2 separate regions of the Arachis hypogaea genome follow, and region 2 is linked to region 1. The links are chromatin contacts, called in public Hi-C maps. All regions are on one chromosome and are shown on one strand. The core of a region is the stretch at or near the end of the contact, and the rest is flanking DNA. Distances in the headings are between cores, read along the strand shown. Region 1 holds the start of LOC112742279. Region 2 holds the start of LOC112742293.

Region 1 (6,617 bases), core at 2,059-4,558:
ACATCAATCAAAGATAGTTCACAAAGGAGGATTTTTAACACTAGAAGAGGCAAAGGAATCCTTCAGGGAATATGAAGCTCTTCATCCAGAGCAAACCCTAAAAAGAGCAGATAAAGCTCCAATTCAAGTCCAGAGAACAGGAATAATAAGAAACATTCCTACAAGGGCTGAAATCAAGGAAAAGAAAAGGGTCTGTAGATCAAATCTCAGAGAAACCCTTAATATAGTCCTGAATTGGACTGAAGAAAAAAAGGCAAGTTTGGGATACTATCCTATTGCCAAAGAACAGTTAACAAAGCTGGTTATTTTTCCAGAGGCTTCCCCATCTGACACTTATCAGTTTTTTCAGTATGGATTAATTGATACAATTTTAATTTTTAATGATCTGAAAATTATTAGTGAGTTTCCTGCAGGATTCGTTGATGCAGTAAAAAGATTTAAAAATATGATTGACAATGTAAATCCAAGGGATATATCCCTAAAATTTACAAATAGTCAACCTATTTTTAATGAAGAAGAAGAATGCTTAGTTCCAGCACATCAAGTAATATTCATGTCCGTCTTCCCAGGAAACTTTCAACCAATTGATCAAGTTCAAGATTTAATAATCTATAATCATGAAGGAAGACTAGCCAGCACATTAGCAAGGGTCTTTGAAAGAACTCAAAAGATAACAAGGGAATCTCACACAAGAATTAATTATAAAAGCAGAAATACTCTGCTTGTGTCCAGTAAAAGAAATGAAATTGAAGAAAGAGAGATGAGACTCTTGGTGGAATTTGAATCTGCATTCTACAATCTATCCGGACTCTTAGAAAAGCTTCCTGAAGGGATAAAAAGGAATCTCTGCTATTTGATAAAAGATAGAGAAGACCACAAGTGTCAGCTGTGTGTCTCAGAAATATCTGAAGAAAGCAATAATGAAATGGCATCCACCCACATGATAAAAGAAGAAGACAGCGCATCTATCCACATGATAAAAGAAGAGGACAGCGCATCTGAAGCATCCCTCAACATTATTGCATAATGACGTAAGCGCTTAGGTCATAGAGCACCAACAATGTAGGTGGTGCAAGATAATAAACAATGACGTAAGCAATGACGTCATAAGAAGGGTAAAGATGGGAATTGTCCATCAGACCCAACCATTATAAATAGATTGCTTAGGCAATTGTAAGGGATCATCAGAAAACAGAAAGCAGAAGGCTAAGAGTACTCATATGCTAGGAGAGCAAAGAGGAAGCTGCCGAGGCGATTCTGTAGTCTGACAAAAGAATTTCCTTAGGAAAAAATAGTTTTAAACTCCCCTCTGGAGTTAATATCTATAATCTCCCCTTTGGAGATAAAAACATCTTATGTAAAATATACTAAATAAAGGAAGTTTTTCTCCAGAAAGGTACGCCTTTATCCTAATCTCTTAGTTATGAATTATTAGAAAGCTTAGAATTAACGGAAGAATCTGATTATTATAGATTACCTGCTTTATTAGATAATGAAAAACAGGCTGTTCTAAAAACAGAATTGAATCTCAAATCAAATGAAAATTTTAATAAACAAAATCTTTTAAAAGAAGTTTTTAATAGAAAAAATATAATATACTATGGAAAAATTCAACTTGAAGCCCCTATAAAGATAAAATCCGCCAATGGAGAACTTGAAATAGCTTTGATAAATGATGAAGAATTGAGTAAATAGATTGAGAAAATTAAGGATCAACAAAAAGATCTAAAATTGGATGGATTCATATTAGTAATATACAAGTCTTAATTAAATCTACATATATGAAAGGAATTAATTCACCAATTAGCTTAGCAATCTGTGACAAAAGAATTACTGATGACCCAATAAATCAAATAATTGGAATTGTTCATGGAAACTTGGCAAACATAAATGTTAAATTCAATGCCCATCTTGGATACGCTATACCTTTATCAACTGAAAATCTTGGAAGATCTATAAGTTTGGCTTATAAATTTCACAGAAAGAATCTAATGGAACAAGATGATGAACCATTTTCAATTACATATGCAATAAATTATGCTTTAACAAATAGCCATCATAGTATAATATTTAAAAACAGAGAAAGAATTTATGTTGATGAATTATTTCAGAAAATTGTAAAACGAGAAATACCAAAATATAAAGCTATTGAAAACTCAGTTCTATTATTAAAAGAACCATCAGAAAAATTAGTTTCATCGAATTTTCAAATAAGAGAATCTAAAATTAATAGCACTTTAAGTTTATCTAAATTAAAAATTAAAGAAGAAAATTCTGAAATAAAAGAACTAACAAAAAAGGTCGAAAAATTAAATGAAACCCTAAACACTAAATTATGACAATAAATAAAGAAGAAATATATGTAACTTATCAAGACAAGAAACAAGAGCTCTTTGAAAGAGAAAATCGCTTGAATTATTTACAGTTTTCTGAAATAAATCAAAGAGCATTTGAAGCCCTAAAAATAATCTATGACAAGTTGAAAAGAGAAGTTGAAGAGCTAGAAAAATTAATAGAATCTCTAGAAAATAGTGATGAATCGATGATAGAATTTGCAGAAATTTTAAATAATGAAGCATAAAAAGATTGAAAAACCAGAAAATAAAATAAAAAGAAAAAGGACAAGAAAATTAAAAAGTAAAATAAAGGAGTATAAAAGGGAATTAAATAATCTTCAGATTGAAATTGATGATCTTATAATAAAAAGGATAGAAATAAGAATAAATATAAACAAGTTGGAATTAAACTTAAAAAATTTATAAATGCCTAGAAAACCATATTATGACTTAAAAGAATTAAAACTGTTGAAAGAAAAAATAGAGAATAAAATTGAAAAATTAAACAGATATTTAGAAACAAGAGAAAGTGTAGAAGTAAAAGAAGTTATTAAGGAATTGAGAAATTATATTAAAGAAAAAGACAAACAAATAAAAGATTTTATACACAATAATCCATGTAAAAAAGAATATTATAAACTAAAACAAGATTGAAAAGTTATAAAATTATAAATATACATCAAGGACTAGTAATAAATGCAAGAGAAATAGTAGATATGGTCAATACTTTAGACTATAAATTTGCAAATTATTTAACCTATACAAATTATAAATTTATTCAAAGTAAAATATGATGAATAGAAATTTCAAAAAAGAAATTAAAAGAAAAGTCAAAGTTAAAAATTGATATCAGAGCCAAGTTAAGGGTAACACTTTCTCTTTAAAGCAACACATAAGCTTTTAAATCAATAACAACCACAAGATAAAAAACTATCTTTACAAAAATTTGAATTTGACAACTTTACCGGAGCATCCACCATAGTCATAACTCAACACATTGGCTACCTCGGCATGTTCTCATCGGTGAGAATCTCTCGGGTTGAGATATTTAGTTATTTACCGGTTTGGCAGTTCTCAATTCCCAGTTCAGCCTCATCCATGGAGTCTCTCTTTTCACTGAAACCCTCTCATCACCACCACCAATCCCTTCTCTCTCTTAATCACCACCATTCAACAACACCATTCTCTTCCGTTCCTTTCCTTTCTCTACCATCTTCCTCCTCTTCCTCTTCCGCTTCCTTTCGATTTTCACCCATCAAAGCCTCACACTCACCCAAAAACCCATTAACCCACGTGACACAAACACTAAACCCCTTCTTCTCACCCATCCTCAAATCAGCATGCATCGCAGCTGCATTGTTCCTCATGCGCCTTCACTTCAATTCTCCCGCCCTCGCCGCTGCCGTTACAGCCGCACCGCAACCACCATCTCCCGCGACGGAATCCTCTCCGGAAGATGCCTCCGGCGAAGAAAAGGTTTCGGGTGAAGAGAACAGCACCGTTGAAGATCTTCAGTCCCTCATCGAAGCAAAGATCAGAGAGCGTAAATTCGACGAAGCGGTTCCGATGGTAGACCGCTTGATTGAAATTGAGCCGGAGGAGCTTGATTGGCCGCTGCTGAAGGCGCACCTGCGTGCCCGCAACAACGACCACGCGGTGGCGCGGAACTTGTTCGAAGAAGTGCTGAAGAGAGACCCTTATAACGTGATTGCGCTTCATGGTCTTCTTGTGGCGGCTTTTGAGTTGAAGGAACCAACAAAGGATTTTATGCCAAGGTTTGAAGAAGCTGTGAAGTTCTTGGAGAAGGAAGAGAGGGATTCTGAGGCAAGGGACTTGAAGCTGCTAATTGCGCAGGTAATCAACATTGAATGGGATTCAATTAGTGTTTATATACAAGTGCATACCAACCCATAACTAACTATAGCAAAAGAGGATAACCATCTAACTAACTAACTCACAAATAAGTTGCAAAATTGCAAGTTGCAGCGTTGTTGCTGGAGTTGTATGATGGAGTTGTAGATGTATCATTTTTTATTTGTCAAAGGAAGTTATTCTCTCTGATATGTGGGAAAAATAATAAACTACAAACATGAAATATTTGAGTAGTTGAAATTGTTAGAGAATAATAGGATATTTGAATTGATACTGGGATATTAAGCATTTATTATTTGATTATTATCTGATTTGTTCATCACCTATTTACCTTGTATCATATTCATAGAAACATCTGATTATCAAGTTTATTATTGTTGAGATAGGTTTAATTACTCTGTAGGTTTCATAGTTCATAGTTTCACCAAATTTGTAATTAGGTCTTTTATTTTATTTTCAATTGGGTTCCTATACTGCTTTTAATTTTGTAATTAGGTGCTTTTAAGTGTAAAAATGGTTAGAGTTAACTGAATATTTCTCCGAAAATTGAGTGTATCCACAATTAAGAACCTAATTAAATCTTTGACTACATGTTTTTTGAAAAAGATATTCTGCTAATTTTATATTTTTGACATGAAAAGGATCTAATTACAAAATTTAAAGTAACATAGGGATCCAATTGTAAAGAAAAAAGTATAAGGATCTCATCGCAAATTTGGTGAAACTATAGAGATCAATAGAGTTATTTAAACCTTTGAGATATTATCATGAATTCTAACACAAATAATGTAAACATATAAACTAGCTCGACTTCATCATTTTGTGTTGAACTAACCCAATTTATTGATGGGTGTTGAGCTAGATTATATTTTTCATGGTTAAAATTATAGGGCATAAATCTGTCATGGCCTGAAATGATGATTTATTCTGGACAAATGCTTGATCCTCCATTGATTGTTTTGCCATGAAAGATATGATAAACTGCATTTCTACATTTCAGACCATGAAAGATTAGAGGCTGGACGGATTTTAATCATGAAATATATAAACTAGCTCGATTCCCCATTGTGGCTCAAACTAGCCCAATGATTGATAGGTGTCAAGCTAGATTATATCTTTCATGGTTAAAATTGTAGTACTTAAATCTGTCTTGGTCAGAGATGATAATTATTTGGACAAATATTCGATCCTCCATTTATTATTTGGACAAATACTCTTTAAGTACTTCACTAAGTTTACTCTAACAAGTATCTATAACATAAATGCATATCTAACTAACTTTCTAATACAGGTTAAGGTTTTGGAAGGGGAATTATCCAGTGCGCTGAAGGTCTATGAGGATCTTGTGACAAAAGAACCGAAGGATTTTAGGCCTTACTTGTGTAAGGGTGTGGTGTATACTATGATGAAGAAGAAAGATGAAGCTGAAAGACAGTTTGAGAAGTTTAGGGAACTTGTCCCGGAGGATCATCATCACAAAGATTATTTTGAGGACAATGCTAATGTGTTCTTGCAGAAGCTAGAGCAAAAGAAAGAAGCAGCTCTGAAGAGGTGAAAACGAGTGATGAGCTGAATTGCTTAGAATTATTTATGATTTCAAGCATCATTTTGAATTCAGTTCGCAAATTCTGTGGCGAAATGAAACTAAGAGAGCTGCGATTGCACTATCTTGAATTTAAAACCACCACTCTCTAGAGAATGATGATCGTTCTTAACTTGTGTTGAATGATTGGATTACAATCTAGGTGAGTGTTAATGTCGTACGTTCTAGGTGATAAATTTTGCTTTTGGTGGTTGTTCAAAATTACTATAACAATAATTGCCACAATTCCAAGATAGGAGTGTTGGTAGATATGGATGGTGAGATTTGAAAGGGCTTGTTTGTAGTCATATTTTATGATAGAAGATAGAACATAATGGTATTGTTGGATGTATATGATCGACCTCAACTAGTAGAAAAAGGATTGTTTCTTATTATTGTTATTATCATTGATGGAAAGTGAGATGTATAAATAGTGTTATCTTTTTGCTCTAAAATGAACTTATTGGTTACCTTTTGTTGAAAGGTAGAAGAACCTAAATACATATTCCATCAACCACAACTGTAACTCAGTGATCCTCTATTTTGAATTTGGATAGTTTTGCCTGAGCAAGATAGATAGTCGGTTTTGAAATGTTAACTATGTTATATACTTATATCATTACCCTGAATATATAGCATGTTTGTGGGTGATCTACTGATCTTGATGACATCGGAGGGCTTTTCCTGTGTCCATTACAGACTACAGTGTATGGTTGGATCCTATTGTGCTTATTCTAGTTACTCACTGGTGGCTTTACTTGCTCAACTCTGAGTGATGCGCGTGTAAGTATTTCTATCTTGTGGAAATATGCTTCTAAATTGATTTG
Region 2 (6,617 bases), core at 2,362-4,861, 300 kb after region 1:
GTCTTTCTCTTGAGGATGATGTTGTAGATGGTGGAGTCCTTGAGGATGACAAATTCGGAGAGGATGGTCTTTCTTTGGTTCCTGGCTTCGATGGTAAGGGGAAGTGTGATGGAGCCGTCCGATCGAAGGAATTTATCCCCGAGCCCGGATGCCCCATTACGGTGGGTTTGTAGGTTTCGTTTCAGAGCCTGAGTTTGTCGAAGGCTCCCCTGAAGAGGATGTTAGAATCTGCTCCGATGTCAACCAATATCCTTTTGACCAGCCCTGTCCCGACCTTTGCCGAGATGACAAACGGGGCGTCTTCTGCTGAGGTACCGTGTTGGCAGTCTTCGGAGGAAAATGTCATTGCTTCTGCAGTAGAGGGGGTCGGGGCTTGGTTCCTGACGGACAAGATTTTTAGGTCCTTCTTCAACGTTGATTTCAATTTTCCTGCGGCGTCTTTTCCGGTGATAACATTTACGACTATGGTGGGATCTGTTTCTGGTCTCTCCCAGGGTGTTTGTCATTGCGTCCTTAGGTTACGTCTTTCGCGTTTTGGTGATCTGTCCCTTTCTGTACGTTTAGGCTCTCTGATGATTTTGGCGAACTCGGGAGTTTGCCGTCTCGGATGGCTTGTTCGAGGGCGTCATTTAGGTCGAAATAGTCTTGGGTTTTATATCTGTATCCTCGGTGGTAGTCGCAGTACAGGCTCCTGTTGCTGCCCGTTCGCTCCTTTAGTTGTCGAGCCTTCGAGAGGATGCCCCGCTCGGCTATTTGGTGGTAGATTTCTGTAATAGGGGCTGGCAGAGGGGTGTAGTTCGAAAATTTTCCGATCCTGGGTGGTCAGTTCGTGTTTGCCGGCTTGGGGGTGTTCTTTTAGAGTTTCCCTTGGTGCGGGGTTATGTCGTGGTGCCGTATTGTCGTGCTGCCGTTTGGCAGCCACAACTTGGCTCACTTCTTCATCGTTTATGTACTCTCTTACTACACTCTGGATCTCATGCATGGTCCATACTGGCTTTGTGGTGAGGTATTTTTGGAAGTCTTCGTTCATGAGGCCGTTGGTCAAACAGAGACTCACGGCTGAATCCGTGAGTCCGTCGACCGTTAGGCACACGTCATTCAACCTGTCGAGGTATTTCCTCGTGGATTCATCCTGCCTTTGGGTGATGCCGAGTAAGATGATGGGGTGTTTGGCTTTGGTGATTCGGGTGGTGAATTGGGCCATAAATTTTCTCGAGATATCGTGAAAGTTGGCTATGGAGCCGTGCGGGAGGGTGTTAAACCACTTGATTGCAGGTCCAGCCAGGGTTACCAGGAAGGCCCTGCATCAGACCGCATTGGCGGCCCCTTCCAGTTTCATCCTGACCTCGAAGCTCGTTAGGTGTTCCTGGGGATCCTTGGTTCCGTCGTATTTCATGTCCTTGGGCTTGTCGAAGCCCTTCGGGAGTTTGGCTCTTAGGATTCTTTCTGTGAAAGGGGTGGCTCCCATTATCACGTGTTCGCTCTTCGTGCGTTTGGCTTCCCGGTGATGTCGTCAGTCGTTCTCTTTGCGCCGGTGCTCTGGGTCTCGGGAGACGCTACAATCGTGTTTTTTGCTGCGTCGCCGTTCGGGTGACCTGTCGTGTCTAGCTTCGTGGCGGGATCAGGTTTTAGAGGTCGCGTGGCTTCCGTGTTCCGGGTGATACCGTTCTTTGGTCACTACGCGGCCCTCAAGGTTTTGCATCCGGAGGCAGAGGTCTTGAATTATCTAGATCGCTTTTTTTCCCAAGCCGTCGGGGGCTCGGGGTTCATGCTGTGGACGACCTTCCCCCCTTTGATTGTTGTTGGGGCGGTGTTGGCTGGCGCATAACACTTGTTACTCTTTGGTAAGTGGGAGGAATGGTTTCCCAACCTTCGGGGGTTGGGGTTCGCGTGTGTAAGTGGTGAGGGCCTGGAGATTGCTCTTCAGAAATATCCGCCATGTCGTCACGACGTTGCAAGTTTTCCACAGACGGCGCCAATGTACAAGATGTCTCTGGTACGGGTTGAGAGATGGATCGGGAACTTGTGGGTCGAGGCGGACGCTGGATTATCTGACTCGAGCAATGTGGGTGGTACCTGCAAAGACACTCCGATGCCCAAGTCAGAATGGATCTAAGAGGAATAGCATGTGTGGAGTGAATGACGTACCTGAGAGGGCTTGGGACTGTCCTTTATATAGGTGATGGTAATTATCTTATCTTATCTTATTTGGTTAAGATAAGGGAGATATTTTCTTTTTGGTCATGAGATAAGGGAGATATTTGAATTTGATTGTTGGTTAGAAGCTCTAGTGGGTCGGTTCCGGACCTTCTAAAAGGGCGAATAGGGCTGGATCTGGGTAACCGAATTCGAAGACCGTTATGGGTGTGGATTCCGTGGGTCGGGTCCGTAACAAAAACGAATAAATTTTATCTTGTATTATAAATTTTTAAAGGCTTGTGAGTCTAGCATTTCACTTATAAAATACTTATCTTATACTTAAGAAAAATTTATAATCTAGAATTTAATTTTAATACGTTTGTAGAATATTTTATATAATATATTAAAATTAAATTTATAAATAAATAAATTATTAAATTAGTATTTAAAAATTTATATTACTGATAAAAATAATTCTAAAAGATGCTAAAGATAAATAAATTCTAAAAAAATTTTAAAACCACGATAAGAAAATTAAATATTAAATATATATTCTAAAAAAATTAGAAATTATATCTTAATGCAATTTTTTGTAAATATTATTAAAAAAATAAAATTTTTTCATTTTTAAATTTGATAAATTGATGTCAAGTGAATATTTTTAAAAATTTTGTTATATATGACCATATGTTTTTAAAAAATAAAAAAATTAAATTTTGTTTCGAATTTTTTTGTGCACTTTTTAAATATTTATTCAAATATAATTATAAAATTTCAAATCAAATAGATAAGGATTAGTTTGGATTAACTTTTGAAAAAAGTATTTATTTTTTTATCCTTTTAAAAGAGATTTTTTTTAATAGAAAAATATTTTATATTTAGATAGACTTTTTAAAAAAATGTTTAAATATTAAAAACGTCTTCTACTTTTATTTGTTTTAAAAATAAGATATTGTTAACTTAAAAAAAAATTTTACTTTTTATAATCAAAATACTTTTTTAAAAGGATATATTTAAATATATTTTAAATTGAATAAACATATTTTATTCTTTTATAAAAGTACTTTTTTAACTAAAAAAATCAATTCAAACCAATGTTAAATTATTTGTAAAATACAAATATTTTTTATTGAAATATAATAATTATTGATTATTTTTGTTATATTTTTAAATTATTCAAAAATTATTTTATCGATAATATTTTTTAAATTTTTTTTTTGTTATAGTCTAAAATTTTTTGCATACTTAAATCTTTATAATCTATTTAAATGTGTTATTTTCTAAAAGTTTGAATATAAAAAAGGCTAATTACTGTCATATTTAAAAAGAGCGGTCGAACTTATAAAAATTTTAAAAATTAATATTTAATTTAAAAAATATAAAATAATATTTTTTTAAATATTTAAAATTTACAATAAAAAATGAATTAGACAAAATTAGAGAGCAAATACTATAGAATTGGCGAAAAAGAAGTTTGGGTGTATGTAGTACAGTAGTAGCTAGTTGGAGGGGGCGAGGGGCGAGGGGCGAGGGGCGTTGAATGATGGAGTGTGCAGTTGCCCGCGCAAAGGGTAAGTGTGGTGTGCCAGCGTTACGGCATTCAAAAGTTCAAAATACTCCCTCAACTCACTCACTTACTCACACTCCCACCTCCCTCTCCCTCACGCTCACGCACTCTCTCTCTCTCTCTCTCACTCACTTCCCACCCCCCTTCTCCCACGCTCTTAACGGACCTCCATTAATGCTCTCCCTCTCTCTCTTCTAACTTCTCTCTTTCCTTCCCACTTTCTTTCTTTCGCTCTCTACTACCTCAAAAATCAAACCCCTTCCTTCAATAATCTCATTTCCATCTTCTTCTCTCTCTCTCTCTCTCTCTCTCTCTCTTACCTCACTTTTTTCCTTCCCTCTTTTCTGCGCCTATCACGCACTTTCTTTTTTCCCTTTCCTTTCCTTTCCTTTTTTTTTTGTTGTTTCTAGATTTGTTTGAATTTTAGCTCAGCATCCTATGGGTTTTGTTTTTTTTTTCTTTCACTATTGTTTTTCCCTACCCTAGTTCCTTCCTTCCTCAACCACCTTCTTCTTCTTCTTCTTCTTCTTCTTCTTCTTCTTCCTACTAATTGAGTATATCTTCTCGTCCGTACTCTCTCGATCTGCATGTTCTCCCCGGTTTCTCGTGTATGACTCGTCCACATGGAGAAATCTCGCCACCGCAGGTCCCCCGTTGCTTCCAGGAACCAACCGCACACTCTTGTTCTTCCTCAAGGTCTCTCTCTCTCTTTCAAATCTTGTTTTCTCTCTCTAAATATGAAGTTGAAGCTTGGTTCATCTCAGAAGCAAGAACTTCAGCTCTTTCTTTACCATTTTTTCCCCTTTTGACTCGAGCATTTACAGCATAAGCATAAGAACTGCTAGTTTTGGTGGGATAAAAGGGGGAATATTTGAAATGAAGCGTTTCGAAGGCTGAAGAGTCTTAATTAGACCTTATTTTTTTTTAAAAAAAAATTATTTTTGGGTTTATACAGGACTCATGAACTGGTTTTTTGTATTGTTCCTGGCGTGCTCTTGGTATAATTGCGTACACTTATTTATTTATTTATTTAAAATGAATTTGAGATTGTAATGATGCCTTTTGATCACAGTGCTTAATTTATTTACTGTTCAACTCCATGCTTGAATTATGCTTTTCGCACAGAGTGTTAAGTTGACGGCAAAATATTGCATTATTTTTTTTTTAATTTTTATTTCGCGTCTCAGTGAGAAGGTTTGCTGATTCTTATTCTTGCCTTGATTCTATTTCAGTAGTGAACATTTTTTTTTGTCATCATTATTCTTATTTATTTCGTAATTGTTAAATTGTTAACTGCCGCTGACTTCTGAGTTTTCATTTCATACTAACTTTTGCTGTATAATTCATTTCAGGGAGTAAGCAAGTTCATAGGCAGCGACAATTTCCCGATTTGTCTCCTGATTCTGTTTCTTGCGGTGGTGGGGTTGCAGACAAAGATTCCGTAAGTGTGTGTATATATATATTTTAATAATGATTTATGTCAGTGCACATTCATGAATGAAGAAGATCTAACTTTTGCAGTGTAAATTAATAGCTTTTTAAATTCGTGTGTTGATTGGATTTACACTGTTCTAATTTAGGCGTAGTTATTTGTTATAGTTATAGAAAAATATAAAAGTAACAAAAACTAACTGTTATTACCAAATTTGCTGATTGTTGCAGTTCTCGTTCAAATTTGGGTGGAGATCTTCAAAACAACTGTTCGGAACTCCAATTAAGAAGTTACTAGCTGATGAGATGTCGCAAGAAACCGAGTCAAAAAGAAGAAATCCGGGTGTTATTGCCCGTTTGATGGGTCTGGATGGCCTGCCTACTAACAAGCAGCAAAAGGATTCATCAGAAAATCCTGTAGAGAAAGTGCGAAACAGAGGAACATCATACGATGGTCGATCCTCTAGGAGGAGCTCAAAGGATCAACAAGAATTTAAGGATGTGTTTGAGGTCTCAGAGATCCCAATGGTAGAGAGCAGCAGGTATTCATCACATGTGTCTGCAAATGACCTGAGGAATGCCAACGAAGAGATGTCATTCATTGAGCAGAAGTTTATGGATGCCAAACGCCTTGCAACTTATCAGGATTTACAGTCATCGAGGGATTTCCATGATACACTTGAGGTGCTTGACTCTAACAAGGAACTTCTTCTGAAGTACTTTAAGCGGCCAGATTCTTTGTTTAAAAAGCATCTAAGTGATCTTCAAGCTGATCCTTTCGAATCACATTTGGGTCACACAGAAGCTATGCAATTACCTGAAATTGAGAAGTATGGAAATGAGTTTGACTGGAGATTAGATACCGACACAGCACTGTTGAGTTATGATAAATCTCATCAAAGGCAACATGATGGATATCCTCGGCAATTCAACAGAAGACATGTGATGCATAGTTCACCGCGATCATCAAAGCTTCAGTCAAAGGGAAAACATGAGCAAGGTGCTTCCCCTACAAAGATAGTTGTCCTAAAGCCTAATCTTGGGAAATCCCAGAGTGCTGTCCGGAATGTTTCATCTCCTTGTTCTCCACATATTTTTCAGTCTGAGCATGCAAATGATACTGAATTTTCAGATATCCGATATAGGGACTCCAAAATGTATCCGCAAAAGATTAATTTGCCTGATACTGCCCGGCCATTGAGGCACAACTCCTTGGAATCTAGAGAAATTGCTAAGGAAATCACTCGTCAAATGAAAAATAGTTTGAACAATGGTGGTTGCGTGATGTTGCCCTCTTCCAGACTTAGAGGATATGCTGGGGATGATAGTTCTTGCAGTGTATCTGGAAATGAATCTACTGAGGAATCAGTTGGAACTCCTGCTACTTGCGGAAACTCTTCTGATCTTAATAATTGTAGCAGGAGGTCATCACATTCTGGTGAATCATCTGTGAGTAGGGAGGCAAAGAAGAGATTATCAG

What was found. A called contact is a pair of places that touch in the nucleus more often than the background predicts.
Region 2: a contact with region 1 is called in a Hi-C map of leaf, with 2.3 times the contacts expected there. The contact joins the promoter of LOC112742293 here to the promoter of LOC112742279 in region 1. A contact is called at or near these places in 3 of 8 Hi-C or Micro-C datasets (leaf and an unstated tissue).

Annotation. Positions count from the first base shown.
Region 1 is chr2:30,512,396-30,519,012 of arahy.Tifrunner.gnm2.J5K5, forward strand. It overlaps LOC112742279, which reads left to right and starts at 3,309. Exons shown (of 4, transcript XM_025791524.3): 1 at 3,309-4,190; 2 at 5,500-5,759; 3 at 6,490-6,573. The coding sequence starts at 3,348. The coding sequence ends at 6,562.
Region 2 is chr2:30,812,025-30,818,641 of arahy.Tifrunner.gnm2.J5K5, forward strand. LOC112742293 reads left to right here and starts at 3,612. Exons shown (of 5, transcript XM_025791535.3): 1 at 3,612-4,402; 2 at 5,059-5,147; 3 at 5,369-6,617. The coding sequence starts at 4,330.